Linked DNA regions of Oryctolagus cuniculus: region 2 is linked to region 1. A link is a contact called in public Micro-C data. All regions are on one chromosome and are shown on one strand. Each heading gives the region's core, a stretch centred on a gene start, on an enhancer-like site or on the middle of the called end of the contact. The rest is flanking DNA. Distances are from core to core; before and after follow the strand shown. Region 1 overlaps CRIM1 (cysteine rich transmembrane BMP regulator 1). Region 2 holds the start of CRIM1 (cysteine rich transmembrane BMP regulator 1).

Region 1 (4,120 bases), core at 499-2,998:
ATACGTACATTTTACAAGGACTTTAATTAAACTAGGTTCTCTTCCTGGGTACAGAAAAACAACTGTTAGAAAAACATCTTCAAAAGCAGCTGAGAATTCAGATGAGGATCCAAAAACTATACACAGATGAAATTAACTGAATACTGAGACAAAGACCCAACACATTCAACATAATAGAGCATTGACTGCATTGCGTTTTGAGTATATAAAAATTATATGCATATGTGTAGTAACCAACTTTATGCAAAATTTATATTTGTGTGGGATTCTGTTTATTTGCTTTTTGATCCTGGCGCCCTGTGAAACAAGAAGCCATTCAATCAGGCCCTACCACGGAGCACGGGGCAGAAGTGTATTGCTTTTGGACTTACAACTGTCCTTTGCCACTTGTGTGAAAAGACTGTGCCGACTGTACTGGGGAAAAAATTAAAGGAAAGAAAAGCCCTACTGTTGTAACTGTGCCAAAAAGTATAAAGAAACAAACCCAGATGCTAGAATTTGAGGCATTTCCTCTGCTACGCAACCATGTCCTTTAACTGAAGGTCAAAAGAACATTAAAGGGCTTAAAAATTTTAAAGCTGTTAAAGTTGGATATTTCTGTGGCCCTGTCAGTTTATGGATGCCAGTGACACACACTTAACTGACATTTAACAAGCGGAATTTATTCAGCAACATTCAAGGAAAATCCTGGTATTGCTTTCAAACATGATTTATTTAAATTTCTTGTGCTTTATATTAATACAGATCGGTTCATTTTCCTGACAGCCTGAGTTCCTCCAAAATGTCAGTGGCTGAATGAAGTCATTCTTAAGCCCATTTCACATTTACTACCTCCTAATCCTTCAGTGTGTCCGTGTGTGTTGTGATTTCATAACCTCTTTTCTGGGGATATTCATTTATTGTTGATGCTACAGATAACAGTACATAACATGATATTCAATCATTTTATTTCTCTTCTTTGGAGGCACTTCACCTAAGATTTATAAAGACTTGAAATATTTTTCTGGTAATAGAAAAGGGTACATCAACCCATAGGAAATATGACAAAAATCAGTCATGTTGCATTATGGCTAGCAAATGGATACCAAGTGATATGACTCATGTCAAAGTTTTCAAGACATATTTAAAACAAAGGTTTTTTTTTTTAACAGATGGAAAAAAGTTCAATGGAAAGGTTAATATGACCTAGGAACAGAAATAATACAAATGCATGAAACATTAAAGTTACTGTGTGATTAAAATCCCTCTGGGGCCAATGCTGTGGCATAGCAGGTAAAGCCACCGCCTGCAGTGCTAGCATCCCATATGGGCGCCAGTTCTAGTCCTGGCCGCTCCACTTCTGATCCAGCTCTCTGCTATGGCCTGAGAAAGCAGAAGATGGCCCAAATCCTTGGGCCCCTGCATGCACGTGGGAAACCTGGAAGAGGCTCCTAGCTCCTGTTCAGTGCAGCTCTGGCCATTGTGGCCAATTGGGAAGTAAACCAGTGGATGGAAGAGCCCTCTCTCTGTCTCTCCTTCTCTCTCTGTGTAACTCTGACTTTCAGATAGGTAGGTAGGTAGGTAAATAAATAAATCTTAAAAAAAAAAAAAAATCCCTCTGGACTGAACAGTAATACAACTAAGTTGTGGCAGAAACTTCACATCAGTAGAGACAGTAAAACACAGCAAAGGAGTCCTGCTACAGAGCTTTAGATAGCCAAATATGGAGGCTTCTCCCAAACATGGCTTGGCCTGGGCTGGGCAGCGAGGGCTTACACTCAGAAATTTGGAGAGCTCCATCCCCATGGCGATTTCCACCTCCAGCTCTGCTATTCTCCAAGTATAGAAAGCGGAAGCAAGCAGTCTGTCAGCTAAGAGCCATGCCCTTTAGTTTACCTGAATTCTTGGTTATTCACTGGAATGTTTGTAATGATTCTTTTGGGAGTCATCTTGTTTAGCAATGAGCATACCATCTAATCACGACCCATGGCGGCTCTTGTCTACCCAGAGGGAGCCAAGCTTTCTGACTTCTTGCTTTAGAAATGTCAACAAAAGGAAGACAGTTTTTCAACTTTATCTCTCAGGTTTCCTTTGCTACTCATTAAGGTCAGCTTCACTGTGGTGTGGGAAGCAGATAGACAACACAGTTTAATAGCAAAGCTGGGTGTGGTTATTACGGTGATAAGGGAAATGAAAGTGGAAGGAGTCTGAATAATATTTATTCAAAGAGTCATAGCTTGTCCTCCATAGGCTATTTACAAAGTGTATAATAATACACCAATTCTTTTAAAAAATTGCTGGAGTGTACAATGAGGGGTTAGATTCTCTAATTTCCATAATCAAAGAACAAAATTTTCAGGAAATTTTCAACCAGAAAACTGAGCACAATTATCAGCACTGCCATTCTAAGTAGAATACAGGAAATGCAGACATCCACATACAGGGTAAGATAAAAGAGACCACATGATTTCCATGTTTTATCTATTATGTTACCATACATGTGTACGTGCTTACATATAATTAACTACATAAATTCATACATGCACTTGGGATATACTCTGTCCTTTTGGCACACTAAGTACACAGATGCACATGTGACATCTATTGTTACAGGAAACAGATATTTCCTGTGCACACGAACACACTATTACAAATCCATATGGGATGCACTCTCCCATCTAAAGAGGTGTGTTGATCCTTGACAGATCCAAAGGACCCCCGAGGACAGCAATGTAATAATCCTGGAAGTTAGGCAGACAAGAAGCCAGGCCAACAGGCAGGAAAGAACACCTAGTAACATTTTGGGGAGTTCCATGTTGCACTGGGGTGTAACACCACAGCGTAATTTCATTTGAAAAATTCCCGATGGAACAGAAACAAGTCGGCTCTCCCTCAGGAAGCATTCAGAAGGCTCCATGGTGATTACCAATAGGAATGCAAGGGCACTGAGAACATATAAATGGAACAGTAGTATATTTTCTTTTTACTACAGAGATAACTATCACTTTTAAATGTTATATGCTAGGTGTATATGCAGTTTAAAAACCAACTAGTTACCCAGCCAGATCTGTGTCAGACACAACTGAAAATACGAGATTTTGTTTCTTGCCTTAGAAAAGAGAGCAAGCAAGGTCCTCCAAGGTCATACAGCACGACCATCATGGGACAGGTCACTAGTCCCCTTCTCAAGGGCTCCAAGATACACCCAGGAGCTACTTTTCAATGCTCCTCTCTGCCAAGAAGGCAAACCGTGTGGCAACGCAGAAACAAGCGTCCTCTCATGTCCACTGTTGCACAAACACACCTCTGATATTTACAAGAGCTCTGAGAGACAGCCTGCACTTTGCTTATTTTGCCAAAGTAGAAGGAGAAGTAAATAATAAACCTTAGTAAAATAAAAGTACACGAACAAGATCAGAATGTAGTCTAGACACCTTAAAAATGTCCTTCTATTAGGGGACAACCAGTGTTCTTACCTTGATTTCTAAATTTTGCGACTTAAATCGTAACAGATCATTGGTACACAGTTGGAAGAAAAAAACTATTTTCCAAACCAAATGAAAAAAAAAAAACGACAAATACATCATTAGCTCATTTTCTGATGAACAGCTTTCCTCCATGTCTACAAAACTTGGCTTTTATCTACAGATAAACATATGGATCTATTAAGAGAAAGAAGTATCAGTTTTGAACATTATTAAATTCCTGTATTGTTCTTTTGTTATTGGAACAGGAAAAGAAAGGCCACTGATAAGAAGAAAGCACTTCACTTGCTTTTCGGGAAATTAAAAAAAATCCCAGTGACAGAGAAAAGAATAATGAAGTGCAGGGAAACTAGGAAGTTGTCAGCTAGAAACAAAAAAACACATCCTTGACTTAGAGGAACATTCCAACCCCTTAAGAACCCACACAAACATTAATTCATCTGTGCTAATTCCTTCCCTCCTCCAACGTTACAGGCACCACTTACTGCTGTCACTTCCTCCTGATGCAAAAAACACTTAGCAATAGAGACTACAAATCAAAAGCAGGAAGGTACCTTATAAAAAGGATACCCGAGCTTACAAAGATCAACAATTGATGTGAATCCACTGTTCTTTCCTTAGAGAGTGTGCAGAATTCAAAGAATGGTCTCATAGGT
Region 2 (4,120 bases), core at 1,115-3,614, 56 kb after region 1:
ACGGCATGCGGCTGCCAAAACACTTGATGACCGAAAATGTTCCCTGAGCAGTTCCTTCACCACAAACATACTAAGAAGCCACAAAACAAGGAGCAGAATATTTTCAACCTCCAAAGTCCTTCTCAGAGCACAGCAGTCTCCGATGCATGTTCTTGTTAATTTAGGGGAAGCCAGATCAGATCAGATACTCGAGGTGGCAGGGTTCAAAGATGCACCTTTCAGTCTAAGTCATTCAAAATCCCCAAACACATGAAACCGGATCAGAACTCTGTCTGATGGCCGTTTTTCCTGAGTCAGAAATAATAACGTATTGCAAAATGGGATTTCATACCAGGTGGGAGGCTTTCCTAATCCAGGCAACCAAACCCTTTAACTCTTCTAAGCCAATGTCCTAAGTGCACAGCACAGCCCGGTCCCTCCCCTGGGACCAGAGATCCCTAAGACTGCCCAGTAGCTTCCAAACCAGAAAGCCTCTCGATTCAACAGAATGGTGCAAACCTTAAGGACACAGGTATAAATAAGTACGTGTACTTAAAAAGAACCACAGCCTTGAAGCCTTTTAATAGATACATTTTTTTAAAAAATTCTCCAGGCTGTCACCCCCTTTCTCTGTATCCCAGCACAGTAAACACACACACATACACATGCGGATGCTCCAGAATAAGCCCCTCCCTGGCCTCTGAGGTGTGGCTCCAAGTAGTACAGAAGACACACTAGGCAGAGGGCGCCTGTCCCTGCTCCAAGCTCCCCCAGAAATAAGACTGCTGCGCTCTGCTCACTCGCCAGGATGGCCCGCAATGGCATCGTGCGCCCGAGCAGGGAACCCACTTTTAACTGGTGCTCACCGAGTCCTGCTCAGGCGCTCGACAAAAAGAGCTCAGCGCTTCTCTCTAGACCTCAACCAGACCAGGCACCGTGAGGCCGAGGGTGGCGGACAGGGATGTCAGCGACTCGCACCAACACTGGGTACCCAACGAGGCGGCTCCACTCATCTAAACGCTTTCTCCCTCCGGCAGTCTGGCCATCGCGGTGCACAGTGCGCCCTGGAGAAAAGCCATCAGGGCCAATCCGCTGTCAAACAAAAAGAAGGGACCGGCAACAAGACTGGAGACACGCGGCCATCTGATCTTAAAACAGCAGCCCCTGACAGCGAGCAACAACTTTGCACCGCCAGGTGCAGCCCCCACCTCTTTCCTTTCTGGAGAGAAAGCCTTTGACCGTTTTCCATAGGCAAATAAATGAGTAACCACCGTTTGCAACTTCCCCTAGGCTGACATATTCCTGAGCTGAAACTGATTTATCTGCGGAGGAGGAGGAAGGGGGTGAAGGAAGAGCGCGAGGGAAAAAAAAAAATAATAAAGAGTCGCACGGGAGTGGGAGCTGGAGGCACGTCTCCTCGGACGACAGAACACGGACTTTTCAGGGCCGGTGCGCAGCGCACCGGCCACACTGCGCCAGTGCGGGCAGGGGGCGGGGGCGGACGCCCCGGAGGCTCGCGCGCGCGGCCTCCGCAGTGCCCCGCCCGCGGCGTCCCCGCCTCGAGTGGCCACACGTGTGTGTGTGGGTGGGTGGGTGCGCGCGGGGGTGGTGGTGGGGGGCTCGGACACCTTCCACTCGCCCGCCCCCACCCAAGCAGCCCAACCTCGCGCGCGTGGCTGGCTAAGTACCCGGGGAGCGGGAACCGAGCGACGCAGGGGCTCGCGCCCGGGGGTGGCGGCCGCCTCTCCTCCTGCGGAGCCCTCGCTCCTCGGGAAAGTCTCGGCCAAACTTTGTTGGGCGCAGCCAGCGCCGAAGGAGGGCGGGGGTGGGTGGGTGGGGGGTGGCGGCGGGCAGCCGTACCTTCGCAGACGCCTACTTCGTACTCGGTGATGGAGTCGCCATTGAGCGGGGGGCGGATGACACAGCGCAGCCCCCGGTCGCAGGCTCCGTGGAGCCCGTAGGCGCCGCCGCAGCTCTCGTTCCTCTGGCGGGCGCACATGTAGCAGCAGCCGCAGACGCCCTGCACGATGCTCCCGGGGCAGCTCCTGGGCTCCTCGCACTTGGACTCGTCGCAGGGCAGGCAGACCAGCGCCCGGGTGCCGGAGCGCGCCAGCAGCAGTAGCAGCCCCAGCAGCGAGACCAGGAGGTGCCCGCAGCCGGCCAGCCCCCTGCGCCCCGCCACCAAGTACATCCTCCTGCGCCGCCGCCGCCGCCTCCTCGCAGCCGGGCCGAGAGCCGGGCGGGCGCCCTCCCCTTCGCGGGGCACACGCGCCGCAGCCGCCGCTCCCGCAGCCCGCGGTCCTCGCCGCCCCCCTCTGGGCCCCCGGGGCGCGCCTCCCCTCGCGGGGCGAGGCCCGCGCCCCCACTGCGGGCCGCGCCGACCCCGAGCCCACTAGCGTTGGCGCCAGCGGCAGCGGTGGCTTCCCCTCCTCCTTCTCCTCCTCCTCCTCCTCCTCCCGGGAGGGAGGGGGAATAAAGAAAAAAAGTTTCCTCCCGGCAGCTCCGGTTCAACCCAAACTTCTGGCGGCGGCGGCGGCGGCGGCTGCGCTCGGCTCCAGCCCGGGCTGGCGGCGCCCACTCCTCCTCCTCCTCCCAGTCGGCCGGCCCCGCGGCGGCGCAGCCTGCGGGCCGGTCCGCGCCTCCCGAGCCTCTGAGTGGGCGCGGTGGCGCAGCACAAGGTCCGCGGCGTCCGCTCCGCGAGCCCCGCTCGCCTCACTCCTGCGCGGCTCCTCCGGGCGCTTGTTTATGGCTCGAGCCTCCGCCGCTCGGGCTGCGCCCTCCCCCTCCTACCTCATCCCCAGCCCGCGCCCCCCCCGCACCGCGCGCCGCTCATTGGCTGCCCCCCCACCCCTCCCGGCCCGGCCGGCCCCCTCCCCTCCCCCCTCCCTCCCTCCCTGGCGGCTGGGCCCTTCCTCCCTCACACGCCTCCTCCTCCTCCCCCGCCTCCGTCTTCCTCCCGGAGCCGGCCGCACCGAGCCGGCCCCACGGCCGAGTCGCCGTTCGGGCTCGGTGGCTCGGGGCGCACCCAGCGAGCGGCGACAACCGCGGCGTCGCGAGCGCCCCTGGCACGGTGGCCGCCGCGGCCGGCCCGGGAGCCGGGAGTGCTCGGCGCCGGCACCTCCCGGGGCCAGTTGTTCTGAGTTCGGAGAGCGGCGCTCCACTCCCCGAAGCTCGGAGCCCGGGCAGTAGCTGCAGCCGGACCTCGGGATAGGGGAGCGAAGGCTTGGAAGCTCCGCGAACTGGATGAGAATCCATCTTCCACTCGAGCTGGGCAGAGACTTTGTAAAAGATATTATGTAATGGAGTCTCGGGAGCTGGAGTCCCCGGCAGAGCCGCGGGTGCTCCGAGTGCTTAACGGGGTCTGGGCGGCTGCTCCGCGGGGGGCCGCGAGCAGGCGCGGGGCAGGGCTGCAGCTTGGGGTCAACTGTGAGTGCCCCCCCGCCTGTGCGTTTTGTGGCTCTGCCTTCTGCGCCGAGCTGCCGTATTGTGGGAGCGGGGGAGTGGAGAGCCACAGAGCCCAGTCTTTTCTCCCGGGAGGGAGGCCCAGTACCGGCTTCCTACAAGTCTTGACGCGACTAGACCCGCAGACCTCACGCGTCATTCGTGTCATCTGACATTGACGCTTTCTTAGGCTCGTGGACCCAGGTGCTGGGCGTTCTTTCCTTCTTTCCCGTGGGTTGTGGATCTGTTCGTAACGAGGATGTGCCGTAAGCACTCTTTGTGATAAGCCGCGTCGAGAAGCAACGACGTGTTGCGCAACGTGGAGATGGCTTTTCTTCTGAGGCCATCAGGAACGCCGTCCACGATGATGGCCCTGACCGCTGAGTGGGTGTGAGGCAGTCCGTGATCCGGCCCGCCATTCACAAGACGCATGGATACCAGGGTCAATGAAATTAGTGAACTCACAAAACGTGAGTTATATCAGCGTGAAAAGATACCCGATCCTGTGGCAGGTGTGGCATCTGATCTAAGATGGTCTTGGCAGGTGGCAGCCACTTGGATCCTGAAAATCGTGACTAAGAACCCAAAGTCAATGTATGTGGCACTGTAAGGAGAAAGGGAATAAAGATACCTTTGAAAGTGCCTTTGTTGGACGAATTTGTACTTACGGTAATTCCGGACCCAAGAAGTCAGTTACTAG

The links. Hi-C and Micro-C count contacts between places; a contact is called where the count stands out from the background.
Region 2: a contact with region 1 is called in a Micro-C map of ear pinna, with 1.9 times the contacts expected there. The contact joins the promoter of CRIM1 here to the enhancer-like site in region 1. A contact is called at or near these places in 2 of 6 Hi-C or Micro-C datasets (ear pinna and an unstated tissue).

The regions. Positions count from the first base shown.
Region 1 is chr2:166,400,918-166,405,037 of mOryCun1.1, forward strand. The region is part of intron 2 of CRIM1 (cysteine rich transmembrane BMP regulator 1); the gene reads right to left. Among named protein-coding and RNA genes, the nearest start is that of CRIM1, 56 kb to the right of the region's middle. Within about 2 kb of position 1,749, at least 1 of the 8 cell types and tissues checked has an H3K27ac peak or open chromatin away from gene starts, as enhancers often do.
Region 2 is chr2:166,456,191-166,460,310 of mOryCun1.1, forward strand. CRIM1 (cysteine rich transmembrane BMP regulator 1) reads right to left here and starts at 2,365. Exons shown (of 17, transcript XM_051842985.2): 1 at 1,840-2,365. The coding sequence starts at 2,170.